Regions from separate parts of the Mus musculus genome. Here all the other regions are linked to region 1. A link is a contact called in public HiCAR-type and promoter capture Hi-C data. All regions are on one chromosome and are shown on one strand. Each heading gives the region's core, a stretch centred on a gene start, on an enhancer-like site or on the middle of the called end of the contact. The rest is flanking DNA. Distances are from core to core; before and after follow the strand shown.

The links. Promoter capture Hi-C pulls out the DNA fragments that hold promoters and counts their contacts. HiCAR-type assays count read pairs that join an accessible place to other places.
Region 2: a contact with region 1 is called in a promoter capture Hi-C map of liver, with 2.5 times the contacts expected there. The contact joins the promoter of Mgat2 here to the promoter of Gpr135 in region 1.
Region 3: a HiCAR-type map of astrocytes shows a contact between it and region 1, with 2.9 times the contacts expected there. The contact joins the promoter of Map4k5 here to the promoter of Gpr135 in region 1. A contact is called at or near these places in 2 of 39 promoter capture datasets (both in liver) and 1 of 115 datasets of contacts at active chromatin or transcription factors (astrocytes).

Annotation. Positions count from the first base shown.
Region 1 is chr12:72,069,485-72,072,780 of GRCm38.p6, forward strand. It overlaps Gpr135 (G protein-coupled receptor 135), which reads right to left and starts at 1,617. Exons shown (of 1, transcript NM_181752.2): 1 at 1-1,617. The coding sequence starts at 1,507. The coding sequence ends at 134. Gm3225 (predicted gene 3225) reads left to right here and starts at 1,690. Exons shown (of 2, transcript NR_168042.1): 1 at 1,690-1,936; 2 at 2,404-2,531. It also overlaps a transcript of L3hypdh not described here.
Region 2 is chr12:69,182,327-69,185,622 of GRCm38.p6, forward strand. It overlaps Mgat2 (mannoside acetylglucosaminyltransferase 2), which reads left to right and starts at 1,832. Exons shown (of 1, transcript NM_146035.2): 1 at 1,832-3,296. The coding sequence starts at 2,328. It overlaps Rpl36al (ribosomal protein L36A-like), which reads right to left and starts at 1,741. Exons shown (of 2, transcript NM_025589.4): 1 at 1,657-1,741; 2 at 408-839. The coding sequence starts at 810. The coding sequence ends at 490.
Region 3 is chr12:69,891,410-69,894,705 of GRCm38.p6, forward strand. Map4k5 (mitogen-activated protein kinase kinase kinase kinase 5) reads right to left here and starts at 1,754. Exons shown (of 32, transcript NM_201519.2): 1 at 1,244-1,754. The coding sequence starts at 1,351. It overlaps Atl1 (atlastin GTPase 1), which reads left to right and starts at 1,696. Exons shown (of 15, transcript NM_178628.5): 1 at 1,696-1,935.

The DNA.
Region 1 (3,296 bases), core at 367-2,866:
ACCCTCCCATTTCTGTCTTTTTAGTTTTAAATGTTTGGCTTTATGTTTAGTTTTAAATAAACGATTCTCCCCGGGTTCCCACATCATTCAATGAGAGGGGTGGAAATGTACAAGCTGTCCACCCCTGCCCTTCTTAAATGCTGCTGTCCCTGGTTTCAGAATTATGCAGTTTGCCGACTTCCATAACTGAGTCCGGTGGACCCTCTCGGAAGAAGAGCACAACTGGATTTTTTCGAGCCCACATGACCACTTCCCCTCCTGACCCACTAGCTGGGTTGGAAGAAGGCATCCTGCTGCAAGCCCCAAGCCTGTTGGCACAGCCATTTCGAAGGCGATTGCGACTTCTGGCTTGAAAACCTAGGCCTTGGCTAGGCAAAAAAGCATCCATGTTTCTAGTCCTGTACCCTTCTTCGCGGTTGCGTCCTAGGAGCATGGAAATGTTGGGGTTGCGGATGGCATATATGACCGGGTTGATAGCCCCATTGGCCCAGGTCAGCCAAACAGCCGCCACATTGAGCAGCGAGGGAGCCTGCGTGGCCTGACCCTGCCGGGTCGCGGCCAGCAGCACCAGGAAGCAGTAGGGACCCCAGCAGCACATGACAAAGATAATCATGATGAGCACGGTGGTGGCTGTGCGCACCTCGCTGAAGAAGCGCAGCACGCGCGCGTAAGTGGTCATCGGCCGCACGCGCACGTCCGACAGGCGCACGGTCTTGCAGATGTGGTAGCGGCAGAAACACATCAGTAGGAAGGGCAGCAAGTAGCAAGCCACCACCAGTCCCACGCTGTAGGCGACGCCCAGCTGCGCAGGGTCTGGGGAGGTTCTGTAAAGGCAGCGGTGGAAGCTCTGCGGAGCGGGGGGCTCCCGGGGTGCCCTGAGCAGGTCCCAGGGCAGGGAGAAGCCCAGCGCAGCCAACCACGCTCCTGCCAGCAGCTGCAGCGCGCGCCGCCGGCCCAGCTTGTCCCGCGGCGGCCGCACGATGGCGCAGTAGCGGTCCAGCGAGATGAGCGCCACGCTGAACGTGGATACGATTCCGAAACACGAACTGAAGAAGCGGCTGGCTGCGCAGAAGCTGCGCCAGGGCCCAGAGTCTCCGGGAGGCGCGAATAGATCGAGGAAGGCGGCGGGTAGGCAGAGCAGCGCAGTGAGCAGGTCCGACAGGGACAGCGACAGGATGAAGGCGTTTGTGACCGTGCGCAGCTGCCGATGCTTCACGATCACCCCCATCACCGCGCAGTTGCCCAGGCTAGACAGCAAGAAGATGAGCAGGAGCACGAGCGCCTGGGCGGCCACCGCTGCCCCGTGCCATAGCAGCGGTGCGGGTCCCCGAGACCCCGCTGCCTCCGGCCTGCCCGCATCGCTTTGGTTTCCCAGCGTTACCGTGGCTACGGAGCTGAACGACAGCGCGGCTGCAGTGGCCGTGGAAGCCGCCCCTCCCGGATGCGCGCTACCCTGCAAGGTTGCACTCGCGGCCGGGCGGCCAGGCGGCCGCGCCTGCTCCTCCATGGGGTTCCACGCAGGCCGCCGCTCTGCTCATCCCGCAGCAGGGTGAAAGGTTGTGCGGACCAGAACGGCAGCTGCGGGGAGTGGGTGGGACTCGGTCACCACTCGGGACTGGTGGAACCTTGACGTGGGTTCTAGGCGTTGCCGAGGGAACCGCCTATTTACGCAGGAACGCGGGGCGGGACGCTAGCGGTGTACCCCAGGAGAGCCGGCCCACCTTATCTCCTTTCCCAGCCTGAGGGTGACCAAGCCACGGGTCTGCTAGTCTGAGAGAAGGCATGGTTCACCTCTGGCACCCCGGCAGGCCGGAGAAAGCCAGACCACCCCGCAAACGAATGGCAGATTCAGCTGAGGCGCTCTTGCTCCTTCCTGTCCAGCACAGATGCCCTGGTGGGGAGGGGATGCTGCTGTGGGCGTCTCTGGCCTCCACAGGTAGGAAAGGAAAAAGAGTCCACACCTGGAGATCTTGAACATGGTAGGGGTGGGGTATTCTAGTACCTCTGCATTTTGAGTGGGCAACAGAATCAGTCATGCTACAAGCGACTAGGTTCTAATCTCAGTTTCAGACAATGTAGCTCTGGGATGAGTACCAAGAATTCATATTGATAGTGAGGATGATGATGATCCAAGGGCCACATTTGGAAAATCACTGCTGGAACAAATTTGTTTCAGTAGACTCCTTGCTCACATTGAACATTCCTGAGGTTGGGCTTCCCGCTTAAGCCTGTTTCTGAACAGGTGTTCTCAAGGACTGGAATGTGGATCTAGGAAGGAAGATGTCATTACTGTTCAAGGGCCGGGGCTTTGGATGGTAACTAGTTAAGTGCATTTAAAGGTTTCTCAGAATCAGCCTTACAGCGTCTGGGCTAGATCATCACGTTTGTGTTCTTTGTTGGTAGGGGCTGTTCCATTCGAGGATGATTGACAGTATTTTTGTATCCACCATTGGATGGCAGCAGCTGCAACAACCCAAATAAACAGCAAATAAAAGACCCTGCCCCATAAGACTTTAAGTCTTAGGAAAACACAAATACATTACAAGATGAGTGTTTTATTTTAATAGGAAATTCAATGGAGATCGTTGCTAGAGGAGTAGATAAAAACTTTTTATGCCAAACCACATTGGACTATTGGGGTCCGGGTGGGGGTGGGGAGCAGAGGAGGAGAAGGAAGAAGAGATACAGTGAATGCAAACGTGGTGGCAAGAGGTTAACCCTGAAGGTGACAGTGTCTGAATTCCAGGCTCCATGCAAGTGGTGTGGGAGGTGGTAAATGGGAGATGTGTAAGGTTTTCACGGGACAGCATTTATGTGCTGTACTGTGGAGACTGAATGTTATGGAGGTGTGGTAGTTCGAATATGCTTGGCCCAGGGAATGGCACTATTTGGAGGTGTGGCCTTGTTGGAGGAACTGAGTCACTATGGGTGTTGGCTTTAAGCTGCCTGGAAGTTAGTTTTATCCTAGTGGCCTTCAGATGAAGATGTAGAACTCTCAGCTCCTCCTGCACCATGCCTGCCTGGATGATGCCATGTTCCCACCTTGATGATAATGGACTGAACCTCTGAACTAACATAAGCCAGGCCCAATTAAATGCTCTCCTTATAAGAGTTGCCTTGGTCATGGTGTCTGTTCACAGCAGGGAAACCTTAACTCAGACAGGAGGTGTAGTGAAACTATCAGCTGACCTTTACCAAACAAGGCCCACAGACAGGGACTTGGTTCAAACAAGCAAGAGGGACCTCATACCATCCTGGTTCACTTATCTCCTTATCTGCACCGATGTCTTCTCTGC
Region 2 (3,296 bases), core at 582-3,081, 2.9 Mb before region 1:
CAAGTCTGAAAATATAATGAACAATTATTAAATAATAATTTTCATATAAATTGAAAATACCTAATCAAGTGACCAATTTAATGTTAGTCTCCAAGCCATTCTGAGTGGAAGGATGAAACCTTTGTCAGCAGATCTGGGGAATGAATTCTATGACCATCACATATGTTCTGTGCCCATTATTCTGTAGCTACTGCTTATCTGTATGACTTCTTGTAGGGCACTTAGTACACACTTTGCCTAGCATGCAGAAAGCACTGGGTTCAACCCAACACAGCACCTTAGAAATAGGATATGGTGCAATTCTGTACTTCTAGTATTTAGGAGGCAGAGGTAGACCCAGACTCAAATTATGTTTGAAAACAAAACCCCCTAAATATGCAATCCTACTGAGAATCAAAACACAAGGCTTGGTATCATTAACAGTAACTTTATTCTCTAGCAGGTCATTTCTCTACTGCTTCAGTATTTTCCTCTCAGAGAACACAAGTTTTAGAACTGGATCACTTGGCCCTTCCTCTTCTTGTCGCCTCCCAGTTCAAAATGCTTGCATCTCTTAATGGCCAGCATCCTCTTGGATCTGCAGTTGGGCTCAACACACTCAAGCCTGAGCACAATCTTCTTTGTGGTTTTGGCCTTCTTTCGAAAGATTGGCTTTGTCTGCCCACCGTAGCCACTCTGCTTGCGATCGTAGCGCCGCTTTCCTTGGGCATACAGGGAATCCTTGCCCTTCTTATACTGGGTCACTTTGTGAGGCTGATGCTTGCCACATTTCTTACAGAAAGTCCTTCGGGTTTTTGGTACGTTGACCATGTTTGCAGTAGAAGTGTCTGCGATGAGAACTGTAAGAAAGTTTCAGACATTAAAGATCTTCAAACTCGAAAGTTTTAAACAGGTATAATTTGTAGGAACATATAAAAAAAAAACAGTAATGTTCGAAAATTTGTGAACCCACCAAGTACTCATTTCCCACGTGAATAAAAGGCCAACACGCAGCTGAGTGGATGAGCACTGGCTTAAACACCGGGGTTCAATCCTTACCACTTCAAGCCTATAGAAAAACTGTTTTTTGTTTTTTTAAACTAAAACGAGGCATTAACAGTTAAAAACTCAGACCTGATGGAGTGTGTCCTGGGAGGCTGAGGCAGAGGATTGCTAGTTGAGGTCTGCCTTAGCGTCCAAAGGAACTGACACTTGGAGTGGCCATTACAGTTCTCCCCAAACCAGCGTCCAATTTCTTAGGTCTCACTGCAAGGACAACGCAGTGGCGTCCGGGTAGAGAAGTTTTGCTCGGACTACCCCACAGCAATTCCCTCCGTTTTCTAGCTACGAATGGCTTACAACGAAATATAGTCGTTTCTGCAACAACCGGGCTCGTTCCTTCCCCCCAGCCACGTCAGTCTGTTTTGGCTTCACCCCCTCTAAAGCACCGTCACTCTCCAGCGGGCCCGAAGGCTGACGTGTCGTTAGCAGCCAGCACGCCTCGCCGCCCGGGAGCCGCCATGCTGGAGCGGTCTCTTCCGAGAGAGCCGCGGGCTGACCTCAAGCCGCGGCGGGCAGCACCTGCCCCTTTCCGACGCCTCAAAGAGCTAGGTCGGCTCCGGCTTCCAGGCGACCGCGGTCCCCAAGGAAGCAGCTACCGCTCTGCTCCAGACTTACCGAGAGACCGGCCGCCGCGATCCCCGACTCAACCGCACGCGCCGAACAGGAAAGGGACGAACAGAGCGGAAGTCGGAACTGAACCTGAGCGACGGGAATGCGAACCAATAAGCAGCGGCCTCCTCCGGAGGCTTCTGAGAAGCGCCAATCAGCGCCCGGCGGGGCGGGGCGGGGCGGAGGGTGTGGGCCGGAGGGCCCGGGCGCTCGCAGGCCAGTCGCGGCTTGTCAGAGCGGTCGCTGCCGGAGCGGGGCGAGGCTGCGGCGTTCGGTGTCGCCGTTCCGCCGTGCGAGCAAGGATGAGCGCGCAGAGGACGCAGAGCCACGGGCAGCGCAGGTAAAGGAATCACGGTGTCGGCGACCGCGGCGGGGCTTCTTCCGGGACCCCCGGGTGCTGAATGGAGAGGACCGAGGCGACGTTGAGCCGCGGCTCGTAGCGGCGGGGCGGCTGCCGGAGCTGCAACTGCCAGAGAGGATGCGCGGAGCCCGGGCGGCGCGAGGCAGTTGAGAGCCTTCGGGCCCCAGGACGCCGGAGCCCGGGATGAGTTAGCGAGGGCCGCCGCGGGGGCCAGTTCCTAGGGCTGCAGGCCAAGGCGACGGCGCCGCCCGCCCGCCCCTTCCGTGCAGAGGCCGCCAGCTTCTTTTCCGCGCCCGCGCTCCGGGCCCTGGAGACCATGAGGTTCCGCATCTACAAACGGAAGGTGCTAATCCTGACGCTCGTGGTGGCCGCCTGCGGCTTCGTCCTCTGGAGTAGCAATGGGCGACAAAGGAAGAGCGACGCCCTTGGCCCGCCGCTGCTGGACGCGGAGCCCGTACGGGGTGCGGGCCACCTTGCTGTGTCCGTAGGCATCCGCAGGGTCTCAAACGAATCGGCCGCTCCTCTGGTTCCCGCGGTCCCGCGGCCGGAGGTGGACAACCTAACGCTGCGGTACCGGTCCCTGGTGTACCAGTTGAACTTCGATCAGATGCTGAGGAACGTCGGTAATGACGGCACCTGGAGCCCCGGGGAGCTGGTGCTGGTGGTCCAGGTGCATAACAGGCCGGAATACCTCAGGTTGCTGATAGACTCGCTTCGCAAAGCCCAGGGTATTCAGGAAGTCCTAGTCATCTTTAGCCATGACTTCTGGTCCGCAGAGATCAACAGTCTGATCTCCAGGGTGGATTTCTGCCCGGTTCTGCAAGTGTTCTTTCCGTTCAGCATTCAGCTGTACCCGAATGAGTTTCCGGGTAGTGACCCTAGAGATTGCCCCAGAGACCTAAAGAAGAATGCAGCTCTGAAGTTGGGGTGCATCAATGCCGAATACCCTGACTCCTTCGGCCATTACAGAGAGGCCAAGTTCTCACAAACCAAACACCATTGGTGGTGGAAGCTGCATTTTGTATGGGAAAGAGTCAAAGTTCTTCAAGATTACACTGGCCTTATACTCTTCCTGGAAGAGGACCACTACTTAGCCCCAGACTTTTACCATGTCTTCAAAAAGATGTGGAAACTGAAGCAGCAGGAGTGTCCTGGGTGTGACGTCCTCTCTCTAGGGACCTACACCACCATTCGGAGTTTCTATGGCATTGCTGACAAAGTAGATGTGAAAACTTGGAAATCGACAGAGCACAACATGGGGCTAGCCTTGACCCGAGATGCATAT
Region 3 (3,296 bases), core at 504-3,003, 2.2 Mb before region 1:
GCCATCAGGGCTCTATGCAGATTGCTGTTTGGAACATACTGATACATACATAGGTCAAAATATCAAGCTGTTGCAAAAGGAAAATAAGCTTTTATTTGGGGGGGGGGGTGTTAGAGACAGGGTTTCTCTGTGCAGCTCTGGCTGTCCTGGCACTCACTCTGTAGACCAGGCTGGCCTTGAACTCAGAAATCCACCAGCCTCTGCCTCCTGAGTGCTGGGATTAAAGGCGTGCACCACCAACACCCAGGTCAAAAATAAGCTTTTTCTTAATCCCCATAAGGAACTGCACTAACTCTGCCCCTTTGGGACAAAGAACAAAAGCCATGAGGGAATATTGGACAGTGTTTTCCTCTGAACCCTTCAAAAACTTAGCAGACTTAAGAAATCGGTTTGCTTTGCTATGGCATGTTTTTTGTTGTTGTGTAACGGCAGATTACAAATTTATTATTATTTGTCTTAATATAAGAGACCAGTAAAAAGGGTAGCAGTAATTATCCACTCATGATTATGGAATGCTATAAATCCCATAGAGAGGAATTAGTTTAGTAGGAAAACCCCATAAGTTATATTCATTATTATCAACCAGATACAAAATGCCTAAACTTCTGCCAGGTGACAAAGGTCTTCCTCTAAATATGTTTAAATTTCATTACACTTTGTTTATTTCCTGGGAGTGTGTGAGTGTGTATGTGTGGGGGATCCGTGCTTCCACCAAGAGAATCCGGGGACCGTTCTGGGGTCCTAAGTAAGGTTTGGCTCTAAGGGCCTTTAACACCCTGAGCCACCTCACCGGTCCCCAAAGACATCTTCCTACAGGCTGTCATGTTTACACACAAATCCTTTTACTCCAGAACCAGATTACTTACAGTTGACAATTTAGAGTCCGGTTCCACAGAGATTTTTTTCAAGGCAAGTTCACCCAAACCAGTACAGGACGCAAAGGTCTAGATTTACAATACTCTTTCCTATCTACCGCCTTCCGCGAAGCATTTTCCCCCCACATCAACACCAAACCATCCTCCGGAATAACTTCAATACCATAAATACGCCTTAAAACCACAAAAAAAGCTCAGCCGTGGTCTGGAAGGTGCGGTTAAGTCTGCCGGTCGCTAGCCTTAGAACCGATGGGGAACCCAGGGTGCTCGGAACGGTGCGGCGGGCTCCGGGCCGCTTCCTGGCCGGACGCTGTGGTCCGGCGCATCCCGGGGGTGCCCCACGTTCGCAGGCCGGGCCGGGGCCTCACCTTGTACACGTCCCCGTAGGTGCCGCTGCCGACCCTCTGCACCAGCTCGTAGTCGTGCTGCGGGTTCCGTCTCAGGATGTCGGCGGCAGGCCTCAGCGGGGCCTCCATCTTCGCTGCGCCCAGTCCGGGGCTCTGCCCGCCGCAGCCGTCTCCCGCTAACGAGGGCGCGCGGCGCTTCCCAACATGGAGCCTCGGCTCGCAGCTGCGCCTGCACCGGCGAGAGCGAGCGCGGGGGGCGTCACGGGGCGCAACCCCGGCAGCCTCCGGGCCTCGTCGGTCCCGCCAGGCCCCGCGCCGGCCGTACCCGAGAGGCCGTCCGTTCTTGGCCGAGCGCCGGCGTCGGAGACCCGCGTCTTCTCCGAGACGGCCGTGCGCACAGTCGCCGCCGCACCACGTTCCCCACCCGCGGCTGCGTCACCGGGAGACACGTTCGCGGCCGGCGCGGATCGAGCCTGGCCCGCCCGAGAACGCAGGCCGCGGGCCCAGACTGCCGCCCTGAGGCCCGCCGAGTGCACAACACCCTGGACGCCGCCGCGCCCCGCCTCCCAGCTGCTTGCGGGGCGCCGGAGGCGTTCGTGCGGCGTCTGACCCGCCCAGCCTCGGCCAGGATTCGCCCAGTGGCCGGCGGACTAGAGGAGGAGGGTCTGTCCGCAGGCCTCCGGAGCGCTGCCTTCTGCTTCCTTTCGGTACAGGTAAACTGAGGCCGCCCGGGCAGGAGGTGGGGGAGTGCCGGGTTAACTAAATGCCGGCACACCCGACTGCACCGTCCTGTTCCACACACTGTTCCCGGTGGTACCAGTTCCGAGGCTGGACCGCACACCTGCAGAACCTGTCTTCCACCAGGGTTTCCCAGAGCCATTTTTGAAAACCCCAATTCCTTTCGAAGTTTCTGTGGTCTCTGGGCATCACCGCAATATTGCAAGTGTTAATGGGAGGAGTTTTAGAGATGCTAAAGCAAAGCTAGGGACCTTTGTCTGATTCTGCTTCCAAAGTAGGTGATCTGGGACAAGGCATACGTGGCAACATCCCAGTGTCCTTATCTGTAGCTGGAAGAGGATAGGTTTTGCATTTGACACCCGAGAAATGTTTGTAAACCATTTTTACAGCATTGTAAAGAGGAGTGTAAAATGTAAGAGGCTTTAAAATGTAAGAGGCCTAACTAACAATGCCCAAAATATTGGGCAGGAGTTATGAGAAGTGATTTGGTTAATGTTTCAATCTCTTTTGTAATTTGAGTTCCAGTCTTGTTCTTAAGGTAGAAATGAAGTTGCCAATTTTATGTATACTGGTAAAGTTACTTCTAGAGTCTTACAGAGATTTTCAGTTGGAAAACCAGATAAGGACTGGAAAGATGGCCCAATTGTTAGCAGCACCGGCTGCAGCTCAGAGGTTGATTCCCAGCACCTGCGTGGCGGCCCACTCCTCATTAACTCCAACTTGGGATCCAGAGTGGGCTGGGAGGGAGGGCCAACGCCCTCTTCTGGCCTGTGTAGGCACCACATATGCATATGGTGCACAGCTGTACATGCAGGCAAAACACAAAATTAAATAAAAATGTAAGAAAATTGAAAAAACTAGAAAAAAAAACGACAACAGAACAAATTTCAGATGACACGTGACTCCAGACACACTCTAATTCTGTTTTGAGAAATAACTTCTTATAGCTAATAAATGAAGAAATTAAATTAACACCTTAACGGAACAGAGACTGTATGCATTTTCTCGTGATCCACACACAAAGAGCACTTATTTAGGGAACATAAGTAAGCCCAGACTTACATGCCCCAGGGACAAAGCCTGTGTGTGTGCTGCACTGAAAAAAAAAATGGTTGAAGAACAGTTCCTTCTTTGAAATCTTCTTGGCACTTGTTTTGGTGGGCACATATTTTTGGCTTCGATGACTCAAAATCTCTTCAAGTGTTCTATTGGTATCTTAGTACTTGTTTACTGTCATGGATTTATGGTGGTCATGTAGTCAAACCCACCCTTACCCACTGTGTGACTAGGCCGTTGTGGGATATTCATGGGTTGAAGGCCTTCCACCACACTGGCC